Regions from separate parts of the Triticum aestivum genome. Here region 2 is linked to region 1. A link is a contact called in public Hi-C data. All regions are on one chromosome and are shown on one strand. Each heading gives the region's core, a stretch centred on a gene start, on an enhancer-like site or on the middle of the called end of the contact. The rest is flanking DNA. Distances are from core to core; before and after follow the strand shown. Region 1 holds the start of LOC123087739 (post-GPI attachment to proteins factor 3). Region 2 holds the start of LOC123087741 (G-type lectin S-receptor-like serine/threonine-protein kinase At1g34300).

The links. A called contact is a pair of places that touch in the nucleus more often than the background predicts.
Region 2: a contact with region 1 is called in a Hi-C map of leaf, with 4 times the contacts expected there. The contact joins the promoter of LOC123087741 here to the promoter of LOC123087739 in region 1. A contact is called at or near these places in 3 of 5 Hi-C or Micro-C datasets (leaf and root).

The regions. Positions count from the first base shown.
Region 1 is chr4A:627,837,346-627,841,623 of IWGSC CS RefSeq v2.1, forward strand. It overlaps LOC123087739 (post-GPI attachment to proteins factor 3), which reads right to left and starts at 1,785. Exons shown (of 6, transcript XM_044509839.1): 1 at 1,395-1,785; 2 at 1,004-1,260. The coding sequence starts at 1,110.
Region 2 is chr4A:627,986,440-627,991,202 of IWGSC CS RefSeq v2.1, forward strand. It overlaps LOC123087741 (G-type lectin S-receptor-like serine/threonine-protein kinase At1g34300), which reads left to right and starts at 1,881. Exons shown (of 1, transcript XM_044509840.1): 1 at 1,881-4,763. The coding sequence starts at 2,130. The coding sequence ends at 4,727.

The DNA.
Region 1 (4,278 bases), core at 535-3,034:
GTAACTTAAAAATTATACCATTGGAAAATTCTTTCAGATACAAACTTAATGGTATAATCTTATTAGTTAAATTCATGGTCAAACTTGACTTTCATAAAGAGTGTGTGCCTTCTTTTTGGAGTCCAATAATTAATTGTTTGACCTGCAGTCTCTCTGTCTATCTAATACTCCCTCCGTAACTTAATATAAGACGTTTTTTGACAAATGTCTTATATTAAGTTAGAGAAGGAGAAATTATGATGGACTAATTTACTACCATGGCAAGAATACCAATCATGTATCACCACTTAATCTTTGTGCATCTAATCAAAAGCATCTAAAATGGGATTGAAAATTATGTAACTCAATGTATGGCACTATTTTCTCGCATATTACTCCCTCCATTTGAGTGTTTGTCACTTTATCCACTTTAGTCAATCCACCTTTGAACCAATTTACTAATTACACTAGAATAAGTAGGGTGTGGTAGCTGAAACTTGACTAATTGTTCATCTGACGGACAGGAATACTTTAAGGTTCTATTATTCCATTGTCAAGTTGAAGTCAAACAATAACCATCTTAGATTGACAGTGTCTGGTTTTCCTATTCAGATATTTTCAATCAAACTGTAGGATAGTCAATTGTGGACTCCAGTACATGCATACCAATAAGGCTAAGATATCACAGTTTGGAGATAGAAAGAGAGATTTAATATTTTTAACCAACTAGGTAAGATGACGAAACATCAGCCGAAATTAACCCAATTACGCATCTAGATATATATATTTAGAAGACGAACAATGCTACTATCCGATATATCTGAGACTTAATTACTACAATTACAAGCAATAAGCATCAACCAAAACCCAGCTAGGCCCACTTTCGCATTAGAAAACCTAACAAAATTCGAGAACCAACTTATCCAGCAAGGCCTGGAATAAGGTATATAGGAAAATAAACGACAGCCAGGCGCAATGGTACATCATGTGCAACATGGGATGAGTCAGCAATGCTTCGTCTCACCTGTACTGCGGATGAGCATCTCCCGGACTGGCCTTGACGGAGCCGACCACGAATCCGACTGCAAGAAGGGAAGCCAATCGAACTACCCAGAGGCTACTTCCGGCCATCCCGGATGGCACGCCTGGGTCAGAGTCCGCGAACCCCTCGCCGCAACCAGCTAGATGGATCTTCACTCCACGGCAGTCCAGGAGTAAAGGGGAGAGGACGACAAGGAGTAGCACTGCAACGAGTTCCAATTGACAGAGAATGTTGATGCCCTGTTCCAACTCCCAAGTTCCAGAGGGATAGAATTAGGCTTTTAGTAAGTGTAAAATTGAATAATCAAATCATTAGCTAGCTGTACTGTAGTCTGTAGATCACCTTCAGTAAGGCAATGGCACCAGGAGCGTACCTTGGGTGGGTGCTGCTGCCGCAGCCTGCGAGGGCGAAGTGGAGATCTAAAGCGGCGAGCTGCCGCCGGCTTGCCTCCGTGCCTCGCCGCTGGCTGCTGACTAGACTGGCGCCTGAGAGAGCCAGAGAGCTGAGGGTGGAGTCGGGGGACGGGGAGGAACCGTCCGGGGAAGGAGAGGAGCAGTCCTCGCCGCCGGGTCAAAGGCGGGCTCACGGAGCGGAGCGGAGGGAGCGGCGGTGGTCTGGTGGAGGCCGGCGGAGGCGGCTCTGGTGAGGGCCGACGAAGGGGAGCGGCGCGGCGGCGGTGGACGGCGGAGTGAGCGAGGCTGGGAGATGGCTCCTGGTCGTGGCGGCGCAGTCGGAGATGGTGATGGGAGAGGAGAATGAAAAAAGGATTGGGCTATTGATTGATTTGTTCGTTGGGGGTCGGCCATTTTCGCTAACCAGACGGGCCCTTGGGCTGATGGGAAAAAGCCCACTCGGGCCTTCTTTGATTTGTGCGAATTGTGTAGGAATTTTATAGCACAGGATTTTCAAAGAATTTCGTTTTGGGGGGTTGTAGGAAATGATTATATTATTACTATGCAGTAGGATAGAAACTAATTCTTCACATTTCAAAGAAAAAACATTAGACTGGGAGAAATGAAAAAAAATCATAACCTATGCATCAAATGACATTCATTTTTTTATAAGAATTGAGATACATTTCATCACACTTCCTATGATTTTCTGATTATTATGATATTCCTATCCTATGAACAAAAGGAGGTCTCAGTCAAGACCCCCACACCACACCCAGGAAAGAAAAAGAAAATAACTAACTAAGGTTACCCCTTGCGGGGACCTCCAAGGGTGCGCCAAGTAGTGCGTTCAGTTGTCGCCACATGTTACGTGTTGGGTGCGTTCCATGTATTTTTTTATTCACGTTTTTGGGGTTAACATGAGATTTTTCTGGGAGGTTTTCTGTTTTCATTTTCTGCCTATTTTTTCTGATGTTTTGAAGGGAAAAAATGTGAAGCACAGCTATGCTTCAGGGGAAAATGTTTTCACGAGAAGCACATATTTGCTTCCGCGAGAAGCACAATTGTGTTTTCCGAGGGAAAGAAAAATTGTGTTTTTGTGAGAAGCACAGATTTGCTTCCGCAAGAAGCACAGTTGTGTTTCTTGAGGGAAAGAAAATTTGTGATTTTGTGAGAAGCACAAATTTTCTTTGTGTGGAAGTACAAACTTTCGTATATGTGCTTCTCCAAAAAAAAGAGGAAAAACACATCATGTGCTTCCAGAAAAAAGGGAAACCCCTCAACCACGCTTCTAGGCTTCGGGTTTTCTCTTCCCTTTTTCAGTATTCATTTTTTTCATGAATAATTTATTATTTGTTTTTTTGAATTTTGTTATTTGGATTTTTTTCAGCTCTTAGTTTTTTATTTCTTGTCTTTTGTGTGGAATTTTTTTTGTGGAAACTAATTAGCATGAGATCTAGTTTCAAATATTTCAACATGAGAAATCCATTGTTGAAAATGATTTGGTATTTGGACGCACGGATCAAGAGATAAAACATCTTGGAAAAATGAATCTATACAAAAAAGGAAAAAAATCAGGTTCCGACAACTGATGCACATGCAGTGCCCCATTGGTCAAACCAGAGAAAATGGGGAAGTAAACTTTGCAAGACGTAACCCTTAACTAGTGATTTTGAAGAAAAATACACAAAATCCGGAGAGCTCCCAATCGGCGTTGTCCCTATCTCCCCCATAGGTCTATAGATATCGACCAAACATGCACCCCCTTGCAACCACAAACCATACTGGGCCAGCCCAGTTCGCATGGTTTTCTCTGTGCTTCCCGTCAGTTTTGGGAAGGTTCTATGGGTTTTCTTTTTTTCGGTTTCTTTTTTAATTTTTCTTTAATTATTTTAGTTATTATTATTATTATTTTGTTTCATGACCATTTTTTGAAACTTTTTTTCAAAAATCACGAACATTTTTAGAATTCAAGAAAAGTTTGCAAATTTTCTTAAATAGGAACATGTATTGAAATGTAAAAAAAATAAATTTGTGAGAATTTTTTAAATATGTGAGCATTTTAAAATTCAGAACATTTGTTTCAAATTTGAGAACATTTTTTGAAATTCCGATTCGAAATTTGGGAACATTATTTCAAATTCATGAATAATTTTTAAATTTGAGAACATTTTTTAAAAATTGGGAGCATTTATCAATGGAACCGTGCATCCAATTACCGAATCATTTTGCCCATTGGATTTCTCGTGACGGGATCTTCAAAACTATATCTCATATTAATATTTATCTCTTAAGTCAAGTACCTTTAAATATGTGAAAGATAGATTGTGGGGGAAAGCGAATAGATGGGTAGAAAAAAGCAATTTCCGTCGCTTGCAAGGAGATACTTTTTAGATCAGTGGCACAAGCAGTTCTCATCTTTTCAATGTCATGTTTCAAGCTACCTCGGGGATTATGTGAACATATGAACAAACTCATCAGTCAATTTTTTGGGGGCAGCAAGGAAGGCCAATGGAAATCACATTGGGTATCATGGAGATCAATGACACATCCGAACTTTTTAGCCTCGCTCTTTTGGCTCGACAAGCTTGGCGTATCCTAACTAGCCTTGATTCCATGTGTGCTTGGGTGATAAAGTCTATTTAATTTCCCATTGGTACTATTCTTTCTACGGAAGTGGGTTCCAATCCCTCTCAAATATGGCATTCAATAGTAGAAGGTAGAGACGTGCTCTCTCAAGGTCTCATGAGAAGGAGCAATAATGGAGCTTCGACACGTATTTGGGCATAAAATTGGATACCGGGGGCACTTCCATGAGGTCAGTTGCTTATTTAGCTAATAATTGATAACCCACAAGTATAGGGG
Region 2 (4,763 bases), core at 631-3,130, 150 kb after region 1:
TTACTCGGCTAAAATTCGCATTGGTCTACAGAGCTCTTAATTACTGCTACAAACATACGGGATTTCTTCGCGCAAAAACCGATTCGGTTTAGTTTTCCCCCGCGCCCCGCGTCGCTTCCGTGTGGGCGACTCGGGCGGAACCTGCAAAACCTAGCCGCCGCCACTAAAAATCCGGCCGTCCCCCTCTCCGCCGCCGCCGGACGACGCCATAACGCGAAGCCGTGAGGCTGACGGCGGCGGCGGGGACCTTGCTGCGGCGCATGGCTGCTCTCGGGCACGGCGGAGCTCAGTCCTGAGGTCTCACGCGTCGGTGCTCTGGCTAGCGCTCCGGCACGCCGCGGCCGACCTCGGTGCCCTGCCTTCTGCCTCTGTGTGCACCAGCTGCCTTCCGGTTGTCACCTGCGGCCAGCCGGCGCGAGACGGGCGTCCTTCTCCCTCAGATCCAATCGGGTCTGCGGCTCCCGTACGATTTTTTGCTGCGCCTCAGATCCAATCGGGCGCGAGAAGCTGGGGGCACCCACGGCGCGCGTGGCAGCTGCGGCTGCTCGGTGGCTGGCCTCCTTCCTCGGACGTGAAGGCGGCGACGGGGCCATCCCCCTCGGCTTGAGGGCCGCGGTGGGTCTGCGCAGGAGGCTGGGGTTCATCTGCTGCAAGTTGGGCGCGACTCGGCTCTTCCGGCCAGCTAGGCCCTGGCATGGGGTCTGTGTTCGCGTCGGCGTCGACGCACGAGATGTGCGGTGACCACGACGCCAAGCAGGCACTAGTCTGCCTAGCCTTGGATCGAGCTCTGCTCGGTTCGGTGCCTGCATTTGGAGGCTCCGCGTGGTGTGGCAGCTTCTGTTCGTGGGCAGGCTGTGGCTTCCTCTTCTACATTGCTGGCGGAGGGCGTCTTGGTGGATTCCAGGCTATTGGGTGGGGGTGGTGACACAGCCGGTGAAAGCCGAGCTTCGGTTGCGGTCAAAGCCAACGACGGTAGTGCTTTGCACTATCCCTTTGTTGAAGGCGTCGTGTTGCTGTGCTCGCCTCCTTGCCTGTGATGCTCCGGAGGAAACTTCGGTCCGGGTCTCCTGGGTCAGACGATGGTGGTGCTCAACGTCACATTCCCTGATGAGGGCCTCGTCTTGGAGCTTGGCTTGGCTACAAAGACCAGTGGTTGGAGGTGGTGTCGTTGATGTTTGCGGGGTGGCGGCTCGGTGGTGGTGGTGCGGCCGGCTCGGGGTCGACGGTTGTTTTGTGCTCTTCTTCGGTGGTGTTCGTGCGGAGTGCTTCTTGGTGTGTCTCTGCTAGTGCGGTGCCCAGCAATTACGCCGGTGGCACACAGGTGCCGTGACGTCGTCTCGGCCTCGCGTGACCTTTCGAATGTGCCCCCGACACAGGTGGTGTCGCGGCGTTGTGCAGTCTCGGATGCGTGGCGCCTTTCGATTGTGTCGACGGTGCAGTGTCGTGGTTTGGTCTGCTAGGCGATGCCCTTCGACTATGCTGGTGGCACACAGGTATCGTGGCGTCGTCTCGGCCTCGCGTGCCCCTTCGAATGTGCCCCTCGACACAGGTGGTGTCGCGACGTTGTGCAGTTTCGGATGCGCGGAGCCTTTCGATTGCGTCGACGATGCAGTGTCATGGCTTGGACTCGGCTGGCTGATGCCGTTCGATTTCATTGACGGTGCTCTTTGGTGTGTTGTGTGGTGTTGAGTTCTCCCTCATTGTTCTCCTCTGTTATGTGTGTGGTCAGTGTGTGTTATTTTGCTTTATCTCTACTCCTTGTATCTCATGTACTTCTGGTTCACTTGAACCTATCTTGCGACGGGCTGCAAAGCCTTATAGACAAAATGAAAACAATTCAGGTGAGGAATCACCCCCGGATGAAAATTAAAAAAAAGAAAGAACATACGGGAATTTGACCGAACGGTCAGTGTGCGTCACAGTCGCTGTCCTGCTCCGGCTAGTTCCTCCTCCCTTCCTCCCTCCCTCGCTCACGCTCAGCCCCTCCCCTCCCCTGCCTCTCCCCCTCTGCCCAATTCCCGATTCACAGCCGCAGTTGACGCCATGAGAGGGGAAGCCGAGCTACATAGCCCCCGCTAGCTCCTCCGCTGCACCTCCCGGCGCAAGAATCCGCTCTCCGTCCAACAAAGATGCGGCCTTCACGGGGGGATCTCGCCGTCCTCTGCCGCTGCTTCCTGCTCCTGCTGCTCCCTTTCCTGTCCCATGGCAAGGACATGCCCCTGGGCTCCACCCTCTCGCCGGGCGGCAACTCGGCCGCGTGGTCCTCGCCCAACTCCACCTTCTCCCTCGCCTTCGCGCCGTCCCCGACCGCGCCCTCGCTCTCCGTCGCCGCCGTCACCTACGCCGGCGGCATCTCCGTCTGGTCCGCGGGCGCCGGCGCGCCCGTAGACTCGGGGGGCTCGCTCCGCCTCTCCTCCACCGGCGACCTGCAGCTGGTCAACGGCTCCGGCGCCGTGCTCTGGTCGTCCGGCACCGCCGGCCAGGGCGTCTCCGCGGCCGCCCTCCAGGAGAGCGGCAACCTCGTGCTCAAGAACTCCACGGGGGGCGCCCTGTGGCAGTCCTTCGACCACCCCACGGACACCGTGGTCATGTCCCAGAACTTCGCCTCCGGCATGAACCTCACCTCGGGCCCCTACGTCTTCGCCGTCGACCGCGCCACCGGCAACCTCACGCTCAGGTGGGCCACCGCCGGCTCCGCCACCGTCACCTACTTCAACAAGGGGTACAACTCCACCTTCACCGCCAACAAGACGCTCAGCTCCCCGACGCTCACGATGCAGACCAACGGCATCGTCTCCCTCACCGACGGCACGCTCAACGCCCCCGTCGTCGTCGCCTACAGCAGCAACTACGGCGAGAGCGGCGACATGCTGCGCTTCGTGCGCCTCGACTCGGACGGCAACTTCCGCGCCTACAGCGCCGGGCGCGGCAGCGGCACGGCCACGGAGCAGTGGTCCGCGGTGGCGGACCAGTGCGAGGTGTTCGGCTACTGCGGCAACATGGGCGTGTGCGGCTACAACGGCACGTCGCCGGTGTGCGGGTGCCCGTCGCGGAACTTCCAGCTCAACGACGCCTCCAACCCCCGCAGCGGCTGCAAGCGCAAGGTGGAGCTCCAGAACTGCCCGGGCAACTCCACCATGCTCCAGCTCGACAACACGCAGTTCCTCACCTACACGCCGGAGATCACCACCGAGCAGTTCTTCGTCGGCATCACCGCATGCCGCCTCAACTGCCTCTCCGGCAGCTCCTGCGTCGCCTCCACCGCGCTCTCCGACGGCTCCGGCCTCTGCTTCCTCAAGGTCTCCAACTTCGTCAGCGCCTACCAGTCGGCGTCGCTCCCCAGCACGTCCTTCGTCAAGGTCTGCTTCCCCGGCGAGCCCAACCCGCCCCTCAGCACCGGCGACTCGTCCTCCTCGGGGTCCTCCGGCCTGCGCGGGTGGGTCGTGGCCCTGGTCGTCCTCGGCGTGGTGTCCGGGCTGGTGCTGGCCGAGTGGGCGCTGTGGTGGGTGTTCTGCCGGAACAGCCCGAAGTACGGGCCGGCGTCGGCGCAGTACGCGCTGCTGGAGTACGCGTCCGGCGCGCCGGTGCAGTTCTCGTACCGCGAGCTGCAGAGATCAACCAAGGGGTTCAAGGAGAAGCTGGGCGCCGGCGGGTTCGGCGCGGTGTACCGCGGCGTGCTGGCGAACCGGACGGTGGTGGCCGTGAAGCAGCTGGAGGGGATCGAGCAGGGGGAGAAGCAGTTCCGGATGGAGGTGGCCACCATCAGCAGCACGCACCACCTCAACCTGGTCCGCCTCATCGGCTTCTGCTCCGAGGGCCGGCACCGGCTGCTCGTCTACGAGTTCATGAAGAACGGCTCGCTGGACTCCTTCCTCTTCGGCGCCGGCAACAGCAACAGTAACGACAGCGGCAAGGCGATGTCGTGGGCGACGCGGTTCGCGGTGGCCGTGGGCACGGCGCGCGGCATCACGTACCTGCACGAGGAGTGCCGCGACACCATCGTGCACTGCGACATCAAGCCGGAGAACATCCTCCTCGACGAGCAGCACAACGCCAAGGTGTCGGACTTCGGTCTCGCGAAGCTCATCAACCCCAAGGACCACCGGCACCGGACGCTGACCAGCGTGCGCGGCACCAGGGGGTACCTGGCGCCGGAGTGGCTCGCCAACCTGCCCATCACCGTCAAGTCGGACGTGTACAGCTACGGCATGGTCCTGCTGGAGACGGTGAGCGGCCACCGGAACTTCGACATCTCGGAGGAGACGAACCGGAAGAAGTTCTCGGTGTGGGCGTACGAGGAGTACGAGAAGGGGAACCTCCTGCCGATCGTGGACCGGCGGCTGGCCGGGGAGGAGGTGGACATGGCGCAGGTGGAGCGCGCGCTGCAGGTGAGCTTCTGGTGCATCCAGGAGCAGCCCTCGCAGCGGCCGACCATGGGCAAGGTGGTGCAGATGCTGGAGGGGATCATGGAGCTGGAGCGGCCGCCGCCGCCCAAGTCGTCGGACAGCTTCATGACGGTGACCACGGCCACCACGGGCGGCGGCTCGGGCAGCGGCGTGAGCAGCAGCGTGGCGTCGACGTTCGCGTCGTCGGTGGCGGCGCCGCCGGCGCCCGTGCCGTCGCCGAACGTGGAGCAGGAGATGTCCGTGGGGCGGTCGGCCTCCGCCCGCACCCGCGAGATCGCGTCGCTCCCGCTGCGCTCGTCGGAGCCATACATGACAATGTGAGAATGCCAATGCCGATCTTCTCCGGGCAGCGGAATG